Linked DNA regions of Mus musculus: all the other regions are linked to region 3. Evidence: chromatin contacts called from public Hi-C data. All regions are on one chromosome and are shown on one strand. The core of a region is the stretch at or near the end of the contact, and the rest is flanking DNA. Distances in the headings are between cores, read along the strand shown. Region 1 has its middle 12 kb from the start of Gm31505. Region 2 has its middle 140 kb from the start of Gm12022. Region 3 has its middle 140 kb from the start of Gm31268.

What was found. A called contact is a pair of places that touch in the nucleus more often than the background predicts.
Region 1: a Hi-C map of uterus shows a contact between it and region 3, with 3 times the contacts expected there. The contact joins two enhancer-like sites. A contact is called at or near these places in 8 of 484 Hi-C or Micro-C datasets (the N1E-115 cell line, adipose-derived mesenchymal stem cells, cerebellum and 4 more), 2 of 115 datasets of contacts at active chromatin or transcription factors (astrocytes and embryonic stem cells) and 2 of 9 other capture datasets (embryonic tail and embryonic trunk).
Region 2: a Hi-C map of the N1E-115 cell line shows a contact between it and region 3, with 5 times the contacts expected there. The contact joins two enhancer-like sites.

The regions. Positions count from the first base shown.
Region 1 is chr11:18,010,033-18,012,732 of GRCm38.p6, reverse strand. No RefSeq gene overlaps it. Among named protein-coding and RNA genes, the nearest start is that of Gm31505, 12 kb to the right of the region's middle. Within about 2 kb of position 1,447, at least 35 of the 459 cell types and tissues checked have an H3K27ac peak or open chromatin away from gene starts, as enhancers often do. A contact at or near this core is called in the N1E-115 cell line, cerebellum and uterus, where this site is marked.
Region 2 is chr11:18,353,710-18,356,409 of GRCm38.p6, reverse strand. No RefSeq gene overlaps it. Among named protein-coding and RNA genes, the nearest start is that of Gm12022, 140 kb to the left of the region's middle. Within about 2 kb of position 1,404, at least 2 of the 459 cell types and tissues checked have an H3K27ac peak or open chromatin away from gene starts, as enhancers often do. A contact at or near this core is called in the N1E-115 cell line, where this site is marked.
Region 3 is chr11:17,458,946-17,461,933 of GRCm38.p6, reverse strand. No RefSeq gene overlaps it. Among named protein-coding and RNA genes, the nearest start is that of Gm31268, 140 kb to the right of the region's middle. Within about 2 kb of position 1,358, at least 50 of the 459 cell types and tissues checked have an H3K27ac peak or open chromatin away from gene starts, as enhancers often do. A contact at or near this core is called in the N1E-115 cell line, cerebellum and uterus, where this site is marked.

The DNA.
Region 1 (2,700 bases), core at 198-2,697, 550 kb before region 3:
GTGCATGAATTAGTGAACACTTTCTTGGATTTTAGATTGCTAAAGTGCATTTCTCATTTGCTCTAGTCAAATTTATTATTGCTCTTCAGTAGCAGAGCATCCTTTGTTTCCCAACTCTATTCCTTTCAGTGAAACCTATTTCCTTTGTGGAATTGAGAAAACAAAAGGTGAGCATTCTCAAGGAAATACTGGATAGGACAGTCTAACAAAGTGCACTGTACCATATTGGCAGTGAAAAGCCTTGCTTATTTAGTAGTCGGCTAGTTTGGTGGTTAAATAATGCTCTTATTTTGGCATTTATTGTATATTTGTTCTAAATAAACATAATTTATGAATATTTTAACACATGCGTACTCAGTGGGGTGGGTTCTCACACTGATATAAATAGAATTAATGAGCAGTCAGCTGCCACATACCATGACATATGACCCGGCAGCAAGAGCTCAGAAGTGGTTCTCATGGCTTCAGAAAACTTTGCCCTTAGTTTAACTTCTTGAAACTACGTCTTATTCTCCCCTCATCGTGACAGAATCCAGGTTTTGCTAGAAGAGTCTAGTCAGATGTTGAGACAACCATTTGTCTTGCCTTCTTTAAAGCAAAACAAAAACACATGGAGGGCTTAGCTCCACTCAGCTCAACTTTGGGACTAGAGTCACAGAAAGATGAATATTTTATATATTTCTACATGAATTGTCTCTTATTCCCATTTTTGTGACAATTAACATGATTATGCCAGTTGCTACAGATCTTTACAAAGAAAAAAGAAAACTTCCAAGTGTTTCTACATTTTAAAACAGATCTGACAGCCCCTTGAGTGGGGAAAACAGGAAAACAGAGAACACATCATTTTAGCCAGTTACCTACTCTCCTTGAAAACAAAGCAACAAGCTGTTCAGCAAGCCTAAGAAGATTTTATTTTTTAAGGAATAAGCCCAGCAGTAGAAAGCCACCCCATCAAGGAGTAGGCGTGGAAATTAACACTGGGATGCAGAATCTTCAAATTAACAGGATTTAATTTGACAAAGAATTATTGTTGTGAAGATGCAAAGTAGAATTTAAGAGTCACCTTTCTTCGATTTTTTACGGCTTTATTATAGGCAAAGCAGAAAAATAAGGCGAGCATGTGCACCGTGATGCCCAGATGATCTGGCAGGACCGCAGTCTTGGCAAGAGACTCGGGCTGTGCTGTTTATGCACACAGATGGAGGGCGCAGCCTTTATTCCTCTTCTCATTCCAAAGGGGATGTTTGAGGCCCCTCTACTCCCACCCCCACATTTGCAAACACACACTCTCTCTAAACGAAAGCTGTGTCCTAAAAGGGCAAGTCCGGTATGCTTTAAGGAAGTGAGAAAAAAACAGGACACCATTCATTCTCCTGACCACCTCTTAGAGGAGGACTTCTCACTGACTGAGGAGGCTGGGGCCGGATGAGTTTCCCCAGAGTTGCTCCCCTGGGGAATCCCCTTTCCACTGCAAAGTAAATGGGCACCACCTAGTGCTCTTTCCAGGCAAAGGCTGTGAGTCTTGGTCTGGATACAAGTGGGCGCTTGGGATCGCTGGCCTTTACAAAGGTAAAATAAAAGGAGGCAGCTGTCTTCAAACCTTTTACCTTCTAAGGATGGGTCGAGAGGGAGGGGCAGTAAGGAGGAGGAGGAGAGAAGGAGACGTAAGGGGGAGGGGGAAGAATAAGAGTCTTAATGAAAGCAATGCTTCCAAATAAGGAATTTTCTTAGGGCTGGTCTTTGTTAATAGTTTCCTCTTATCTTTTTTTTTTTCAGTTCCCCCCCCCCCGCCCACCCTTGTTTATTTAAAGACAGGGCTTCACTTCCTAGCTCTGGTTGACCTGGAATTTCTTAAATAGATGAGAACTCTCAGAGATCCCCCTGCTTCTGCCTCTACCTTAGCGTGCTAGGATTAAAGGTATGCACCACCAAGCCTAGCTTCCCTGATCTTCTGCTTTTAAAATCATCCCAAATCTGAGAAATAAAGTCTTTATTTCCCCATATGCTAATTTCCCCCTCACCTTGCTCTGTTTCTCTTATGGTTAAGCAGAGAACATTTCTAAAACTCATTCACTATAAAACAAAGGAGGTTCTAGTAGCAATGTGCCCTTGGCAGCCAAAATCCATTCTAACAAGGAGTCTCTCTGGAGTTTTCCTAACACAACAAATCGCACTTATGAAAAATGATGCGTAGCACAGACTCTTTCGAAGCACAATAAGATCAAGTTAACCACTCATGCCTCTAGGAAAAAGATCTAAGAGGCTTTATCCGATTGGCAAAATGGACCTGGATATCAGCTCAAGGATTGAGGACACTTTGATAAAATTTCAAAGCAATGAAGTCCGATTATCTGAATGATTGCTTAACCCCTTTAAAATATAACTTGGGGAAGAACAAGATTTTTTTTTTTGAACTCATGGTCTGTCAGAGAATAGAAAGAGCTACTTTATACTGTTTGCTTTTTCTATAGCGTTTTGCTTAGAAATATTCTTAGCACTACTGCTTTTACAGAGTAATGATAATCATTTCTTTGTTGCTAAAAGTAGGTAATTCTTCAATAAAATAGAAATCTTACTGTACAGCAATGTGGGAAGAAATCCTGGGGAAAATACCACAGAGAATCAAAGAGACCGATGCCTACTGCTGCTCTGGAGCCAGTGACTGGGGCATTAAAAAAAAAAAAATCAGACAGAAAA
Region 2 (2,700 bases), core at 155-2,654, 890 kb before region 3:
ACTATTTCAAACTGCTTAGTGCTATAGGAGAGTGAACTTGTCTGCTACAAAAACCAAGTTCAATTAATCATAATTGAGAAACACATTGTGATGACCACAGGATGTTCTAAAGAACAAGTCTTGGAACCTTGTGATGGGATTGCAAGTCTCTTTTCAAGTCGGTCACTGTTTTTTTGACCCTTCAAATGCATGAAAGCTAATAGAGTGCTATGTAGTATCAACATGCAAATCCAGAGGACGAAGCACACAAACACTACAGCCACTGAGAGGAAATACACATTTACAATTACACTAATTCTCAAAATATTGAAATCTCATATAGCCAGTAAAAAGAACTTAGTCTATCTTATGTTCTCTTAGTGCTAAATGTATACAAAGATATCTGTGCTTTGTTAAATTGTTGACCTCAAAATAGAATGCTTCGATTATGTTTTAAGAAGAGAATAAGGTGAGACACTCTGCTCTACAGCAGATCAATGTGGGCAATAACTATTTTTCTTCCTGGTTGAAAAATTGGACTGCCGATTGTGTTTGCGATCTGATGAAAACAGCTGAAGAAGCTGCGACGCTTAGTCAGATACCTTTAAGGAGGAGACATAGTTTGATTGTGGGTAAGGTCAGGACATTTATTTAGAATGAGTCCATCTTACTTACAATGTTTAAAGAAAAGATTTTGACGTGGGATCTCAAGTTGGATGCCCCCATTTTGTGTGGCATCTTATCAAATTTATTCCCTCAGTTTCATGAGAGAGTCTAACTAGGTTTGTCCCTGACTTCTCAAGGAGTTGGTATAAAATTTTCATGGTCTGTCTAAATATTCCCTTAATTAAGCATCCAAGGAATTTTTAATACAAATGTAATAGATTTGTTTTCTCACAAGCTACTATTTAAACAGCCATTTGTGATAAATATTTATAAGTGTTTATAAATAAAATATTAATTGCCTAAAATGGCATTTTAATGTGGCACTCGCTACCAGTGAAATGCCGCAAGTGTGACGCTACCTCATGAAAAGTTCTGGAACATCTGGCCCTACACCAGCACCACCGTGGAGGCTTCTGGGACAAGAATAGCTGTGGCATCTTCTCAGAGCTTCTTTTGGACAGAGGTACCTCTGTTCCAGATGTTAGGATTCTTAGAAGTGCCACACCTCCAAGAACATAGCCATCCACTTCCTTTTCCTAGATTGAACAGAGGACACCCAGGTTCTTCCTTGTACTTTCAGGGGAGAGGACTCCACCTTTCTGTCGTTGTTGCTTTCTCTCTGGCCTCGGGATGTGAGACTTTTCAGAAAGGGAAGCACAGAGACTTGACTGTGATCCAAGCTCTCATTGCTGGTTCAACTTGTTCTATGCCAAGGCCAAATTAGATTACAGAACACTAGATAAGGAGACAGGAAGAAAGCACTCTAAACAGACTCTCTTAAGCTTTGTTCTGGATAAAAAAGAAAGAATGAGTCACCGCCAGTCTGTTAGCTCTTCTGGGATTGAATATCTGTCTACCTGCCCAAAAGCAAACCAAGCCTCCATGGGCCTCAACATCTCCATCTGTGAGCCATGAAAATAAATGTGTGTCATTTACATATTTTAGGGACACTAATGAGAGCAACAGTTTGTTTTTATTTATTCATTAATTGAGGCAATTTATAAACTTACACCATCTGCTACAAAAATTCAATTAAATAATTGTTATATCCCAGTGTTACAAGTAGTATAACAGTTTATAGAAACATGAATCTGGTAGAGGTAGCCAGGTGTGTGGGGAGTGAGGAAGGGTGCTTTTCTTGAAAGGGTGTGCCACACTTTCATGCTGCACACATATTTAAGCAAATTTGAATGTCATGGCTCTTCCATGCTGTTTAAGGGGAGATGCGTTTAGTGAGCAGTAGCAGATTTTGACTATTGACTTTGTCTTACTTTGTGCAATCAGTAGTGCATCAGATTTTGTAACATTTCTCAACTTTAGTTTCCACATTTATAAAACAGAGCTGATTTGCTGCCGATGCTGAGAAGAAGGTTGGCAGTTTTCCATCTACTTATATCTTTGCGACTTAAGATTTCTGTGTTTATGGAATTTAACTTAATTTCTCAAAATGCCATAGAAAGGACAGATTGAATGCAGGCAGATGGTGGAAATGACAGCTTGACCTTGAAGACGAGGCTCAGAAGAAGCAAGGCTCAAAGGTGCTGTCATGTCACCAGCACTTGGGACAGAGATCTAAGGACATGCTTTTCTTGAACTTCCAAATAACATTGTTTTGACAACATATTTCCAGTGTGTTTTATAAGCAAATCCTTTTCCAAAATGATTTCAGCTCAGAAATTTGCTCCTTTGACATTTCTAAATGGCTATTTTATCCTTGAACCATCTCTGCATCTCTGAAAAAGACCTCTGAAAAAACAAACAAAAACAAAACAAAACAAAAAATAAAGCCTAAAACCTCTCTTTATTGTACATGAAAGGTTTCTCTCTTCCACTCTAAGCAAGGATGCACTCGTTGTCAGGGCTGCAGGTCAGTTGGCAGTCTGCGTCATTGAGAAGGACGCTGTGGAAAGGTGGGAACGCTCTGTGTTGATTTAAAGTCCGTGGAGATGTGGGTGAGAACGCTGGCATTTGAGTATGTGAAAATGTTTCTGGCTGATGCTAAACCTTATTATTTACAATTCATTACTTATGAGTCAAGTCCCAGTATTCATTGTG
Region 3 (2,988 bases), core at 109-2,608:
ACAGAAAGGGCAAAGAGGAAGTGAAAGCTAAGAAGACTACACTGTAGTGAGTGGTTGCAGTTAGAAAAGCAGTTTGTTTTCAAGTCCTTCTGGGAAACCATATGATATTGTGTGTTAAAAATCCCTAAGTATTAATAACTTTGTGGTTATCCCAATTAATATTTCTCCAAGAAAGAAATTGTGCTGTGAAAGCAATCATAAGCATCCCATGTTGCCTGAAAGAAAAAGGCAGACATGTGAATTATAGTACATCTACTTGGAAAGTTGTACATCCGTGGAAACAATGTTATAATATTGGTTATGTTATTATAACATTGTAATAATATTAGTTGTATATTATACATAGTTATAATAATGAAAAATGATTATTATAAATATTAGATGGTAGTCTGAGGAAATGCACATGAAAAAAATCCAAGCCTTCCAAAAGTAAGTTATAAAATTATGCATGTGCTATAACCAAAGTCATATTATACATATATTATAGTCAAGCTTTTGTTTCTGAAAGTTGCAAATGATGATTCCGTACAGCTGAGGATACCTGTATGAAAGAATCTCTACAGACTTCCTACGATGCGCAGTAGTATTTAATTTTTTGTTTTCATTTACATGCAACTGTTGTTTCAGCTCTTCAGCTTTCAGTCTTTCCCTAGAATGTGTCTTTTACGGGAGAAACGCAGCTTCCAGTAAGAGGCTGAAATTCCCGCCTTCCGGGAAAACCCGCAGAAACCCAAGCTCCCGGCGCTCAGTGGTGCTTCCTGGTTTCCACCCTCTGCCTCTAAGGCCATTGTGCTTGAAACTTGTTGGAGTGAAAGGAATTCCCGGAAGCCCCAAGTCAACGAAGAAAGAAGCCAGATCGCAGTAGCAGATGGTTCATCTTACAGCTTTCATTTATTTTCTTTACGTGCCAGGAGGGGGTTACATTATCGACTGGGAGGGTGACCACACCTCTCTTCTTTAGAAAATGCCTGCTTGGCACCGTGGCATTCACCCAAGAAAAGTGTCACATTCTTTTGTCCCAGAGGTCCAGAGAAAGCTCTATCAGGCGGTTTTTGTTTTTGTTGTTGGTTTAAAAAAAAAAAAAAAAAAAAAAAAAACAGTATAATTACCATAAAGAAACCCTTCTGTCTCAAAAACACAAGCTTCCCATACATGGTAAGATGAACTAGACGTTATTTCTCTGCACAGCAAAAAAAAAAAAAAAAAAAAAAAAACCTTTTGGCCCACCCTACAAGCCATTTATGGGTTTGATTAAGGCCCACGGGTGTCTCTAACTTATTTATTTAGGAAACACTGTTATTGTCTTAATGTAAACCCAGTTCAGGATCAGTTGACAGTTGGAAAGCTGCGGCAGAGGGTTTTCAAAGGCGCCTCCTTGGAAAGGGGCTCTCCATTCAGCTCCAGTTTCTGAGTCGTACTGCCAGCTCTGCTCAGAAAATAAACAAATGTTTGTTTTACAACATGGCAAAGGGGGCTCCCATTCATCGTGGGCCAGATATGAAAACAAACTTCCACGTATAAGGGCTTTTGATACACATGACTTACTTGGATGACAAGAGGCTCACTGGGGAGTGCTTAAAGCTTATTAATATTGCACAAAAGACTTTTGTTTATCATTTCCCTGGACTGCCTGGGAATCACAGATTCAAGCCGCCACCCGGCTGGTGTCCTAGCATTTTAGCTGCCTTTAACGTGTGCAGATTGTGAAAGTACTGCTGGTTTGGAGCCAAACACAAACTCTCCACCAAGCCAGGTGAAAGAACTCAGAACTGCAGGGTTCTAAGAACCAAGGTTGGGATTGAAATTAAAGAGAGAGCAGAGGGGAGAGAGCTCCCTCTACAGGTAAAAAACTAGATGCCTTGCATCTACCTGCTTGGAAACCAGTAACTTCCAGAAAATTTGGAATCCATGGCCTGTCTAAAGAGACATTTCACCTCCTATTTAAACAGTCTACGCCTACAAGCTCTACTCTTCAGACAATGATCATAATGAAAAATCCTCTCTTGAGGCATCTGTTTACTAGGAAGGTGTGCAATGAGGTATAACCGATGTCATCTCCACCTCCCCTGTAATCTAGTAACCACAAGCTACTTGTGGCTGTGCTTAAATAATGCTGGATCGATGGATACAAAAGCAAAGAGTTTAAGGGGAGGATTGTGCTGTGAAGGGTGCAAATTAGCTTTTTTTATACCTATTACATACTTAGAAGATATTTGTAATAATTGGATTAAATTTAAAAATAATTAAATCAATTTCACCTGTAGTTTTTTCCCCCATGTTTTTAATATGACTACCAAAAAATAAAATTACTTATTCATCATCTATTTCTATAAGTGTTGGCCTAGATAATTAGGGTATAGTATCATATCAGAGCTAAAGCCTGTGGGATCTTTGATTTGTGCTAGTTTAGTTGATTCCTTTTTTCTGGTGCTGGGGTTATAACCCCGAGTCAGGAAAGTGTTCAACCACTGAGCCACAGCCACAGCCACAGCCACAGCCACAGCTCACTCACATTCTCTTGCCTTAAACATGCCCTTTCCACCCACAAACTGAATTTCTGAAAGCTAAAAGGATTTTTTAAAAAGTTTTAATGCAAACATCTCTATTTAAAGTCTTATCAAAACATGAGCAAACTTGCAGTCTGTGTGTGCTGAGAAGTGTCATAAGAAAGGGCATATTTTCTCTCTATAGTTCCGATTCTCGCGGCCATGCCCTTTGCTTTTTAATTGCAAGTTACTCCAAGAGAAAGAAATTCCTTCTACTAGAATAGACTTGAAGAATTGCTTTCAGGTCACTAGACAGTAGATATTTGCTTCCTCCCTTTTTTAGCTGGCAGCCTTACCCACCTACCTAGTCAGTCTCCTTTGTGAGTGATCATTAAGATTTGTGAGATAAGCAGGATTATACGAGAAATATGTGCCTTTAGGGTTAGCCTACCTAACTCTCCACTATTAAGACCAATAGGCAACATAGCCACCTTAATTATTC